Regions from separate parts of the Pan troglodytes genome. Here region 1 is linked to region 2. Evidence: chromatin contacts called from public HiChIP or PLAC-seq data. All regions are on one chromosome and are shown on one strand. Each heading gives the region's core, a stretch centred on a gene start, on an enhancer-like site or on the middle of the called end of the contact. The rest is flanking DNA. Distances are from core to core; before and after follow the strand shown.

Region 1 (6,151 bases), core at 632-3,131, 210 kb before region 2:
ACAATTACATCTACCAAATAGTTATACTGTGTATGGTGGTGAAATATGAATGCTATGCTTCAGTTTGACACAGATGATTAACAATGTCTAGTGTCTTCAACGATCTGATCCTACAAATTCTTTCCACCAAAACAGTGTCCTAACCTTTCTGGGCCTCAATTTCTTAGCTATAAAATGTGGGAGCCGCAGGGTGTGGTGGTTCATGCCTGTAATCCTAGCACTTTGGGAGATCGAGGCAGGCAGATCACCTAAGTCAGGAGTTCAACACCAGCCTGACCCACAGGAAGAAACCCTGTCTCTACTAAAAATACAAAATAAGCCAGGCGTGGTGGCACATGCCTGTAATCCCAACTACTGGGGAGGCTGAGGCAGGAGAATTGCTCGAACCTGGGAGCCGGAGGTTGCGGTGAGCCGAGATCGCGCCATTGCATTCCAGCCTGGGCAACAAGAGCGAAATTCTGTCTCAAAAAAAAAAAAAAAAAAAAAAAAAAAAAAAAAAAGGAGCCAAAGCAGATGAGATGAACTATAGGATCCACTCCAATCTTGAAATTTTATACCTAATTATAAAATTGTTATTAAGGTCAGTTATGAATATAAAATTTGAATCGGAAAACAAAACATTTAAGTTCATACTGTCATTCCAGAGCTAACCACAGGGAGGAGCGAGGGATCTGAAACAATTCCCAAGGGAGACAGTATTTCGCTGTTACCTGAAGCCCACCCGGTAGGTGGAGAAACACAATACCAGACCCTTTTGCCTAGACTTCAGAATGCTCTTCACAAAGACACGGTTAACCCGTCTTCCTCCCTTTCATCCCTACCGCAGTTTTCCCTCTTCTCTTTTGTAGTTTCACATCAAGTTTTACCTAATACTACTACTTTCCCCCCAATATTTTTCCTTTCCCCTTTTGTCCAGAGTAAAATTTTCTAGAAAAGCCCTTTGTAGGTAGGTTGTAATGAAAAAAATTGATGAAATGACTTACAATCAAAGAAACTATAAACTACAATTACAGGCAAATGAGAATTACTGATTAAGTTTTAGAGAAATCCTAAGAGAGAAAGAAAACGAAGCATAATAAAAAGGAAAATCTAGGGACTGACATAATTCAAGTTTTCCGAAGTTAGTAAAAGGCCCTGAAAAGAGTGCAAATGAGTGACAACTCCTGGAGGTCGGGTCCAGCCTCTGAAATTAACATGCAAGAGCCCAAGGCCAGGCAACCAAAATGTGAAACAGACTCTGCCCGGGGTTCCTTTCACTGTCAAACTCCTAGCCAAAAGAGGCTTCCCACATCACATATTTTAAATATTAAAATTTAAAAAGTTATTCATATCTATTCACCTCTCCCTTGAAAAACAAATGAATAAATAGCCCCTATTTGCGTCTTTACTCCCACACTAAACCTCACACCGTTGATGAGCCTGGAGGGCTAGGTTGGCACGAGAGGATGGCGCCAAAGCTCGGGGAGAGGGCGGTCAGTGGGCGGAAGGTGCCTCTTCCCACATGGCCGAGCCCTCGCCGCCACTGGCCACCGGCACACGGTCCCCAAGCATCGGGAGCTCCCTCTCGGCCCTGACCCCGCGGTCTCTGTCGCCCCGCAAACGGCCGCTGCGGCCGCAGGCTCCCAATTGGGACCCTTCCCAGGGGAGGACCCCATCCCCCGCTCCCTTTCTCCGTCAGATTCCCGCCCCGCAGCGGCCAGCCTATTGGCCCCTGCCTCCTCACCTCCATGGAGACGCGCCAGCCTTGCATGGCGGAGAAGCCGTAGGGCAGCGGCAGGCGCGGGGCGCCGACCCCGTCCCCGGAGCACTTCACCGTGTTGGGCTGGGAGAGGTAGGCACCCATGGCGGCGGCTGGCCGGCGGCCTCAGGTGCAGGAAAGCTGGGCGCGACCCGTGCCGGAGCCGAAGCCCCGGGGGTGCGCGCGGCAGGAGCAGGCCCCGCGGCGCGACCGACGCAAGGTGCCGGTGAAAGGCGCGAGGCCGGCCAGGAGGCGGTAACGGGACGGGAGCTGTGAGGGAGCGGAAGCGGAAACGGCGCCGCTCCAGACCCCGCCCGGCCGGCGCGGCGGGGCCAGGCGCTGCGGGCAGTCATTTCCTTAGCAACTCGCCCCGCCCGCAGGGACAACGGCCCGCCCAACGGCCGCTCCCGCGAGACTAGCGCGACCACGCCCACCAACGGCCGCCGTCCTACTCCGCTGCCTCGCGCAGGTGGCAGGTCGCCTCTGGCAGCACCTCTTCCTTCGTTCCCAGTCCCCAGCCTCTTGGCGTTTTGTCTGACGCCTCTTTTGTGTCGGACTCGACGCTTTCAGCCCGTCCTCCAGTGTTTTCATCCCCCTCTCCCCAACATTGCACTCTCAGACTCCGCAAACCCCGCCCGATTTGGTTCAATTAAAGTTGACCAGTATTTGTTCCGAGCTTAGGAAGTACTTGGCCAGGCCCTGCGAGGCATATATGAGAAGAATGTGAGTCTTTTCTGAAAGCGAAGACCTCGATCTGTGATATAATTCGAGTTAATACAATGTAGAAATGTTTGGTACAGCCTATTCTGGGTGGGAAAAGCTCAAGGATGGGAGGAGGAGCTGTTTCTTGGAGGATTGAAAGGATGTAGGCTCTCAGAGAGGATGCCTCTGGATTGCATTATGCCACAGGAAAAGGGAATAATGTTATAAGGGTTGGAGGAGTGAGGGAAGAATGTGAACTGCATTTGGGGAGGATTTCTGAGGAAGCTGGCTGGACTCGGAGAATGATTGTAAGTGGTAATATTAACTAGCTAGCTTGATAAAAAGAAGCGCCAAGATGAGTGACTTGGACTTCATTGTCGTCCTGGTGTAACCTTTGGCATCGTTTGTCTAGTCTTTGTATGCAGTGTACATTGGAGGGAGAGAGTCTGGGGCACTGTTGTGTTGTTGTTTTTTGTTTGTTTTTGAGACAGAGTCTCGCTCTGTCGCCCAGGCTACAAGCTCCGCCTCCCGGGTTCACGCCATTCTCCTGCCTCAGCCTCCCGAGTAGCTGGGACTACAGGCGCCCGCCACCACGCCTGGCTAATTTTTTGTATTTTTAGTAGAGACGAGGTTTCACCGTGTTAGCCAGGATGGTCTCCATATCCTGACCTCGTGATCCTCCCGCCTCGGCCTCCCAAAGTGTTGGGATTACAGGCGTGAGCCACCGCACCCCGCCTACTATTGTTTTTTTTTTAAGACAGAGTTTCGCTCTTGTTGCCCAGGCTGCAGTGCAGTGGCGCTATCTTGGCTCACTGCAACCTCCGCCTCCCGGGTTCAAGCGATTCTCCTGCCTCAGCCTCCCGAGTAGCTAGGATTCCACGCCTGGCTAATTTTTGTATTTTTAGTAGAGACGGGGTTTCACCATGTTGGCCAGGCTGGTCTCGAACTCCTGACCTCGTGATCTACCCGCCTCAGCCTCCCAAAGTGCTGGGATTACAGGCGTGAGCCACCGCGCCTGGCCTGGGGCACTGCTACTAGTTAGAGAGCTCTTACTCTAAGCAGGAGATGAGAAGAGCTGGGAGTAAGGTGGTACCACGCAGGGTGGCAATGGGAATCCAGATGAAAGGACAAATTAGACAATAACAAATAAGACAGATTTGGTAATAAATTGCATTCAAGGGATGGAGAGAAAAGGAGAAATTCTCCAAACTGTGACAAAATTGATTCTTTTCGGCCGGGCACAGTGGCTCACACTTGTAATCCCAGCACTTTGGGAGGCCAAGGGGGGTGGTGGATCACTTGAGGCCAGAAGTTCGAGACCAGCCTGGCCAACATGTGAAACCCGTCTCTACTAAAAATACAAAAATTAGCCAGGCGTAGTGGTGCGCTCCTGTAATCCCAGCTACTTGGGAGGCTAAGGCAGGAGAATAGCTTGAACCCCAGAGGCGGAGGTTGCAGTGAACCAAGATGGCGCCACTGCACTCCACCCTGGGTGACAGAGCAACTCCGTCTCAAAAAAAAAAAAAGATTCTTTAAAAAGATAAAACTAATCATGGCTTCTTCATGCTCTTCAGATAGTCCAAATTCCTTATAGTTTACAAGACCCTTCATGCTAATCATCCAGATTCACGTATGCCTCTCTTTAACTCTCCATTTCTCCTACAACTCTGCTTCAGCAATGTGTTTGGGTGCATCTAAAGCCATGCTTTCTCTTACACTTTTACCCATGGAGCACACCTCTCCACACCCCTCTTGACCATCACTTTCTCCAGGAAATCTCTACTATCACTATACTAGTTTGGGTCCACACTTGTTTGTCTTTCCTGATAGAATATAAGCCTTTATGAAGGCAGAAGTTCCATTAAACTTACCATTGTGTTTTCCAGCATCCCTTGCAAAGTTGTATGTGCTGAATAATATTTAAATATTTGTTGAATGAATGAATAACACCAAGATTTTGACTCTGCATAACAAAATGTGGTGGAGCCATTAACAGAAAAAGGTGCAGTTTGAGGGGATGCTAGTTTTGGGGGGAAAACAGTGGTTCAGTTTAGGGTGACAACTAATATAAAAACATTGAAAATATTAGATTGGAGTTAAGCCATGAGAGTGGAAAAGATGTTAATTAGGCTTGCAGGTTGCCAGGAACCTAGATGAGATCTCTGACCAAAGCAGCGTAGAGGGAGCCTATAAAATTACTCAGCCTTGGTTGCAGTGAGCTGAGATGGTGTCACTGCACTCCAGCCTGGGCGACAGAGTGAGACCCTGTCTCAAAAAACAAACAAATGAACAAAACAGCAACAACAAAAATTACTCAGCCTCTTCTTTCTTCTCCTTCTGCTCCTCCTCTTCCTCCTTCTTCTAAGAAATGAGGTCTTGCTATGTTGCTGAGGCTGGTCTTGAACTTCTGGGCTCAAGCAATCCTTCCACTTTAGCCTCCCAAATAGCCAGGACCACAGACATGTGCCACTATGCCCGCCTTCTTTTTTTTCTTTCTTTCTTTCTTTTTTTTCTTTTTGGCCTTTGTTTTTTCCTAAGAATGGAATGTGACATTGTTTAAAGAGCATGAATTTTGCCACGTATTACCTATGAGATCTTTCACAAGTTACTTATTCCCTCTCAGGCTAAGTTCATCTGCAAGACAGACATACAGCATCTACTCTTCAAGACTGCTTTAAGGATAAGAGGAATTGAATGTAAAGTGCTGAGTTATCCATAAATGTTGTATATTATTCAACAAAAGACTGCTGTTTAAGTGTCCATACATACACGCTAAATATGGAATGGAAGCCACATTTAATTGTGTTCACAAAAAATAGGAGGTGGCCTGAAAATAAATGGGAAAAAAACAGACAAGAAAAAAAGTGGAAAAGAAAATATAACTCGAGGCTGGGCACAGTGGCTCACGCCCGTAATCCCAGCACTTTGGGAGGCTGAGGCAGGCGGATCACTTAAGGTCAATAGTCCGAGACCAGCCTGGCCAACATGGTGAAACCCTCTCTCTACTAAAAATACTATATAAACACACACACGCACACACACAATATGACTCAAGGAAAAAGTAACGCACTGGGAGAGCAATGATGTTACAGAGAGGGGAGATAGATACTAAGGGGGATCATGGAAAGAGGTGAAAAAGGAGAAAGAGTATGAAGATTATCCCCTCACCATCCTATTCCCCTCAAAGTCACTACAGTATATTTCCAATGACGTAAAGGTTTCATGCTTTGACTAGAAGGGAGAAAGAAAAAAATTTTTAAAAAAAGGCCGGGCGCAGTGGCTCATGCCTGTAATCCCAGCACTTTGGGAGGCCGAGGCGGGTGGATCACGAGGTCAGGAGATCGAGACCATCCTGGCTAACATGGTGAAGCCCTGTCTCTACTAAAAAATACAAAAAATTAGCCGGGCGTGATGGTGGGCGCCTGTAGTCCCAGCTATTCGGGAGGCTGAGGCAGGAGAATGGCATGAACCCAGGAGGCGGAGCTTGCAGTGAGCCGAGATCGCGCCACTGCACTCCAGCCTGGGCGACAGAGCAAGACTCTGTCTAAAAAAAAAACAAAAACAAAAAAAACACCCAAAACGCAATACTGTATTCATAGATCGATTGATAATGCTGAGTCTGTCTTTAAAGTATGAGCTGCAAAAATCTGGCTAATCAGACATGGTAATAGAGCCAGCTCCTGAACATGTACTTGAGGTGTTAGTCCACAT
Region 2 (6,480 bases), core at 827-3,326:
GACTGGGTGTGGTCTTTGGAACATCCTGTCTATTTAGGCACTGATTATGACTTCCTTGCAGTCTCTGCCTCGCCTGGATTAAGGACTCCAGATACCACTGTTCCTGCTGCAGCTGCTGCTTCCTGTTTTCTAAGTGGTTTTGAGTAGCCGTTAGTTTCTGGGCTTGCTCAATTAGCTGCAGTAATTCCTTCTTGAACTGCTGGTTCTCTCTGTTGATGCCACAGGAGTATTCAAAAATAAACCGCTTTGCTGCCAACTTCAAGGCCTGGGCCTTCATATTAAGCTCTCTTCTTTTTCTCTTTCCCAGTAGCCTCCTGTCTGGCTCGCTCAGTTGTTTCTCCAGTAATCTTTTCTCCTGGAGGAGCTGGGCCTGTACTTCCCGAGTCTTTGAAGCTGTCTCAGCTTGGACTTTATTTGTCTCCTCCTGTAATGTCTGTATTTCTTTCTCCTGCTTTTCCTTTAATATAGCAATGTCCCTCATTGCCTGCAACTTCCGCTTCAAACTGGATTGGATATTTTCCTTTTGCAAGAGCGCTGTTTTAAGCACTGAAATTTGTTCTGCATATCTGGAGGCTGATTCTTGTCTTCTTCGTTCAATCTCTCCACTTTTTTGTAAATAGCTGTTCCATACCTTCTCAGGTTGCTCTGTGTACTCTTCAGTTTTGTTAGTCAGGTATTCCAGAAAGAATCTGTTTTCAGCCTGGACAAGTAACTTTTCTCGGTGTAGCTCCCTGGATTCCTCCAGTAGCTGTTTCCGCTGGGTTTGAGCTTGTTTTATATGCTTGTTCAGATCCGTCATTTCCGCCACTATCTTTTCTTTAAGCCTTGTCTCTACCTTTGTTAGCTTCTCTGGCTTGACAAAATTATTTATTAGACTATGATACGGTGGAAGGAGCCTTCTGGGGCCCTCAGCAAACCTGAAAGAACAAACGAGACATTCCTCTGTCAGTTAATGAAACTTTAGGAAGTAAGTGCACAACTGTCCTTCATTCATACAAGAGAATATTTCTGAGCACCAGAATGTTCCAGACATTATGCAAGGTGTGGGGAATCCAGCTAGTGGTAAAGGATGAGGAATGTAGCTCGTCATTTACAACGTGCATTCACTACAACCCTGGGAGGTATTACCTCAGTTTTAAAAAAGGAGAAAACAGGTTCAGAGAGTTTAAGTGACTTGCCCATGACTCACACCACTAGCAAGTGGCAGAGCCTGGGTATTAAAGCCAGATCTTATGACTTACTGAACACTGTTCGCAGCTACAAAGGGTCACAGAAACAGACTGGTTGGTCAGGAGTAGAAATAATTTTCTAGGCTCTTTCATCATCTTTCCTGAGTTTCTGAGGGACCTTCAGTGACGAGGAAGCTCCCCTCCAGTACCTACTTGCACCTGGAATCCAAGCATTCATCCTGAAGGTCACGGCAACTGTGTAGTTCACTGAGGGTGACTGCCAAGGAATGAGCGCTAGCATCAGGAACCTGCGTCTGCAACTCGCGGCAACAATGTGCAAGTGTGGAAAGCTCCCGTAGTTTATTCTTTCGGTGCTCAAAGGGTCTCGGTGCTGCCCAGCAACCCTGGAGACTGCACCCTGCTCCAGTCCCGGCTGGTCCAGCCCTGAACTGTTTAACCGCCTCGGCTACCGAATAAGCCCGAGCAGCCGGTCCTCCAGTGGCTCCGCTCCCCGTTCTCTGTGGGCTCAAAATGACAGGCATGCTCCTCGTTTCCTTGCTGTGTGAGCCCTGCCCTCGGGACCCCATCTCTTCTGGCCTTCCTCCGGGAGACAAAAGCCCTCCCAGGCTGCAGAGATCAGCGCCCTTTTCCTAGCTCCCTTCAGCCTTCCTCTCGCTTGCTCAGCGCCCCCACTTCCTCGCCACTGTCACTAGTTGACTCACCAGCCCTGCCCGACGCTAAGAAGATGCCCTGGCAACCGCCGCGCCCCTTCACCCGCTCCTTTCTGACGCTGTGGTGGTTTTCGTTCGCAGCCCAGAACATTGCGGAAGTTTCTCTACCCATGCGGTGTCTCTATGGTCGGGTGGGTGGGGCCAGGAGGAAGATGGCGGCGTCCGCAGCTGCCGCTGAGCCCCAGGCTTCTGGGGGTCCGCAGCACCCAGTGTGTCTGTTGGTGTTGGGAATGGCGGGATCCGGGAAAACCACTTTTGTACAGGTGACGTACACAGCATGGGTGTAGTAGGGGAGCGCAAAAGGTTGCCTCCGGCAGGCGGAAGGCCAGGAAGAAAGGGAGGGAGGTCTTCCAGGATTTGGAGGGTACCGGCGCATGGCTTTCGGGGGCTTCCCATCAACTTTAGTTCCTTCCCCGGCAAAGCCTCCTCGGGCCCTAGCCAGGTTAATTAAGGCTCTCTTCTGCGCACCTTCAGGGCATACTCGGTCCAGCTTACCACGTTGTACAGGAATTGTCTTGCTGATAAAATTGCGTTTCTCGGAGGCAAGTTACAAGTAACTTTAAAGATTAATACAGTGCTAGCACACAGGTTTTGGTGAAGATTTGCCAAATATTTCTTGCACGCCTGTCATGTTCCATTCACTGGGGATATAGCGAAAATGAGGTTGACAAGATTCATTCATGGGGCCAAATATTTAATGGAGGAGATAGAGAAAACCCACATACGAAGAATCAAAACAAGTAAACAAGTGACTACGAGTAGGGGAAGCTTTGTTAGATGGGTGATGAAGAAAGGTAGCATTTGAACTGAGAGTTGTATCTTGGAGGTGGACATGGTGGATATTTCAGGTAGAAGAAAATCTAAGTGCAATATTCTTAAGGCATGGGTGTTAAAGGAATGGAAGTTCTCTCTTGTCCCCTCTTTGTCTCCTTCCAACCCTCTCCCCATATCTCTGCAGAGGCTCACAGGACACCTGCATGCCCAAGGCACTCCACCGTATGTGATCAACCTGGATCCAGCAGTACATGAAGTTCCCTTTCCTGCCAATATTGGTGAGTAAACCAGTAACATAACTTGTGTGCAGTGCTTTAAAGAGAATGGAAAAGGCCAGGCGTGGTGGCTCACGGCTGTAATCTCAGCACTTTGGGAGGCCGAGGCAGGTAGATCACGAGGTCAGGATTTCAAGACCAGCCTGGCCAAGATGGTGAAACCCCATTTCTACTAAAAATACAAAAAATTAGCCAGGCACGGTGGCAGGCACCTGTAATTCCAGCTACTCGGGAGGCTGAGGCAGGAGAATTGCTTGAACCCAGGTGGCAGAGGTTGCAGGGAGCCAAGATCGTGCCACTGCACTCCAGCCTGGTCAATAGAGTGAGACTCTGTAAAGCCTCCAGCCTACCAGTCTTCAGTGCCTTCTTTTTTCATGTTTTCTAAACTATCTACTTTCATTTCCTTTGGATTTGCTTGCGTTCCTAAACAGCTTAGGTTTTTTTTTTTTTTTTTTTTTTTTTTTAGACAGAGTCGCTGTCACCCAGGCCAGAGTGCAGTGGCGTGATTCACAGGTCACTGCAGCCTCAACATCCCAGGCTCAAGTGATCCTCCCACCTCAGCCTCCTGCCACTATGCTGGGCTAGTTTTGTTTTGTTTGGAGAGACAAGGCCTCTCTATGTTGCCCAGGCTGGTCTTGAACTCCTGGGCTCAAGTAATCCTCCTGCCTTGGCCTCCCAAAGTGCTGGGATTATAGGTGTGAGCCACTGTGCCCAGCCTAACTCCTTTTAAAAAATCATGTCTGCATTGCCGTTGCGTTGCCTTTGTCAGTAATAGGCAATTAGTAAGAAGCATTTTTTTCCCCCTTGATTTTTGCCTCCCTTTTTCTAGGCATGTTTAAGTTGCATGAAACTTTGCACTTTGTGGAGACAAAACTCTTTGCCACAACTTTAGAGCTCCTAGGCCTAACATTCTTCATGATTTACTTGGCATTTATTCTTTGTAAGGAAGGAAACCAGTGTGAAAGTGGAGGTGGTAGAAGAGAATGCTGACAGGAGAAGGCTAGAAGGCCAGTTTTACTTTCCTGGTGGTAGGGAATGTGTATGTATTACATTCCAGTTAATTCTTTTTTTTTCTCCTCAGATATTCGTGACACTGTAAAGTATAAAGAAGTAATGAAACAGTATCCTTTTCCATCTACTTTGGTCTTGACTCATTCCTGGCTTCTTGTCTGTGTATTTTGTGGCTTAAAAGAGTGTTTTTGCCTTTTCCTTGTGAAATATACAAGCAAAAGGATGGAAGCTGATTGTGGGAGAGGTAGGTGATCAGAAATACTATTTCAGCTTGAGATTTTAGTTTTCTTACCATCTCCCCAGATGGCAGGCTGTTGTAATTAAAGAGCAGAGAGTATGATAGGATAACTGACAGCTACCTGGGTCCCACAAGGTAGTATTTTGCCTTGGAGGATCATCTGTTGGTCACCACCTCTTTAGACTGGGAAACTCAGAAATGAGTGAGTTTAGTTGGATTAACTCTTAGTAAATTGCTGTATGAAATGTGTACTCTCTCCGTAGGCAAGTCTAAGTAGGAAGACTAATCATAATCAGCAGATTGCTTGATTTATTTATGAGGATCAGAGCCGGAGGTGTTATACAGGTGGCTTTAATGACCAATGCCAGTGGGCTGTCACTGCCTGATGCACCTGTATTACATTTTGGTCACTTTGTTTTCTTCATTTTGCCTGACCATTCCTAAAATCAAATGAGTGAGCCAGACCTTGATAATGACTGTTTCCCTGTGTGGTTAAGTTTGTATGGTAGTCAAGGATTAGGTTGCCAGTATCCATTAATGGAACACTAATTTCATAATGCTGTTTGTGTGAATGATAGCCTAGGTATGAACTTTATAATCTAATCTATAAGCGATTTCAGTCCTCAACTTGGTGTCTAGATATGGACTTGGACCCAATGGCGGCATAGTGACCTCACTCAATCTCTTTGCTACCAGATTTGATCAGGTATATCTGTCTTTAGTATATTAATATGGTTGTGTAAAAATCTGTGACTCTTAAATTCCTTAGCTTGATCACATTGGTAAAGAAGAGCAGCAAACGTGAGCATAAATATAGAAAATAAGTAGGCATTTTGTCAGACAGAGAAGTAGACTATGAGAAGGTGATCAGTATGGTCAGACACTTCAAATTTAATATTTGTGACAGCTAATAAAAATCCAAAAGACCTGGGTTATTTTCTTGACCTGTTCTTTGCCTGTGGTATTACCCCGAAGCTGGGATGGGGGTATTTGGGAGTGGGATGGACTAGCAGTCATGGAATGGAAAGATGATGGGGCATTTCACTTGTGATAAATATTTGTCATTCTTTAGGTTTTCTTTGTCACCTACTTCCATAAGAGTGTTTTATAATCACTGGTTTTTATACTCTGATGTTAGGCCATGAGACAGGCTGTTAACATTTTGACAAGAGATACGACTTGACATTGACAGATCAAAGTCTTCAGCTTCTCAGATCCTTGGATTGTGCCCCAAGATGGTATTGGAGTGCTGCTGATGTGGCTGTGTTGCTTTAGTTCAGCCTGTTTATTCTTTCTTGTCCTAAGATTGCAAATGTTCAGTAGGTGATTGAGGGATTCAGTAGGTGATATTGCCTGTGAGGTATGCCACCCTGGAGAGGGCTCTGTGATTTTGTGTTGAAATCGGAATTTGTTGTCATTGACATCTTTTTCTTTTAGGTGATGAAATTTATTGAGAAGGCCCAGAACATGTCCAAGTAAGTGATGTCAGTAACATCCATTTATTACTCTGTAGCTGACATATTTCTAGGCTTCATGGAGGATCTGGGATACCATCAGCCTCTGAAAGAATATAGATTGAGATGAAACCATTAGGAGTGAAAAAAAAATTGGCAAATCATTAAGATGCTTTAGAATATAGAGCTAAATTTAATATCATTTCATCCTCAATTACTTTGATCCCCAATTTACATGGCTTCTTAGGAGCTCTTTTGAGACTTTGTCCCAATTCAGTTGTCCACCTGCCTTCTCTTGGGAAACCATGCTTGTTGTCATTAAAGTATCTGAAATACCTTTCTAATTCTTATTTAAATGAATATAGTCTACATGGTTCAGAGAAAATTTTTTAATTTACAGAGTGTCAAAATAGGAAATATTTGTTCTTATGGCCATTACCCAGTTAGCTGTTGTTCAAGGTTTACTTTTTTTAAAAAAGATAATTTATTGTTTTATAAAAATTCAAACCATGCATGATATTTATAAGATGAAACCATCACCCTGATTCCCACTAGAAGTAACATCATCATTCAGCGACTAGCATTCCACATTTCTATATACACAGATAGAAGGATGAATGGATAAAAGTGCTTTTACAAAAATGGGGTACTAGAGGTAGCTTTTGTTTTGTTTTGAGACAGGGTCTTGCTCTGTCGCCTAGGCTGGAGTACAGTGTAGTGATCTCAGCTCACTGTAACTTCCACCTCCCTGGCTCAGGTGATCCTCCCACCTCAGCCTCCCAAGTAGCTGGGACTACAGGTGTGAGCCACCACACCTGGCTAATTTTT

What was found. HiChIP or PLAC-seq counts read pairs in DNA pulled down with a chosen protein or histone mark.
Region 1: an H3K4me3 HiChIP or PLAC-seq map of stem cell-derived excitatory neurons shows a contact between it and region 2, with 5 times the contacts expected there. The contact joins the promoter of PPM1G here to the promoter of CCDC121 in region 2. A contact is called at or near these places in 1 of 7 Hi-C or Micro-C datasets (stem cell-derived neural progenitor cells) and 1 of 1 datasets of contacts at active chromatin or transcription factors (stem cell-derived excitatory neurons).

What each region holds. Positions count from the first base shown.
Region 1 is chr12:95,440,658-95,446,808 of NHGRI_mPanTro3-v2.0_pri, reverse strand. It overlaps PPM1G (protein phosphatase, Mg2+/Mn2+ dependent 1G), which reads right to left and starts at 1,881. Exons shown (of 10, transcript NM_001246455.1): 1 at 1,724-1,881. The coding sequence starts at 1,843. It also overlaps a transcript of NRBP1 not described here.
Region 2 is chr12:95,226,616-95,233,095 of NHGRI_mPanTro3-v2.0_pri, reverse strand. It overlaps CCDC121 (coiled-coil domain containing 121), which reads right to left and starts at 2,076. Exons shown (of 2, transcript XM_009442208.4): 1 at 1,383-2,076; 2 at 1-917. The coding sequence starts at 1,756. GPN1 (GPN-loop GTPase 1) reads left to right here and starts at 1,915. Exons shown (of 14, transcript XM_525723.8): 1 at 1,915-2,163; 2 at 2,859-2,952; 3 at 4,031-4,070; 4 at 4,838-4,904; 5 at 5,636-5,673. The coding sequence starts at 1,915.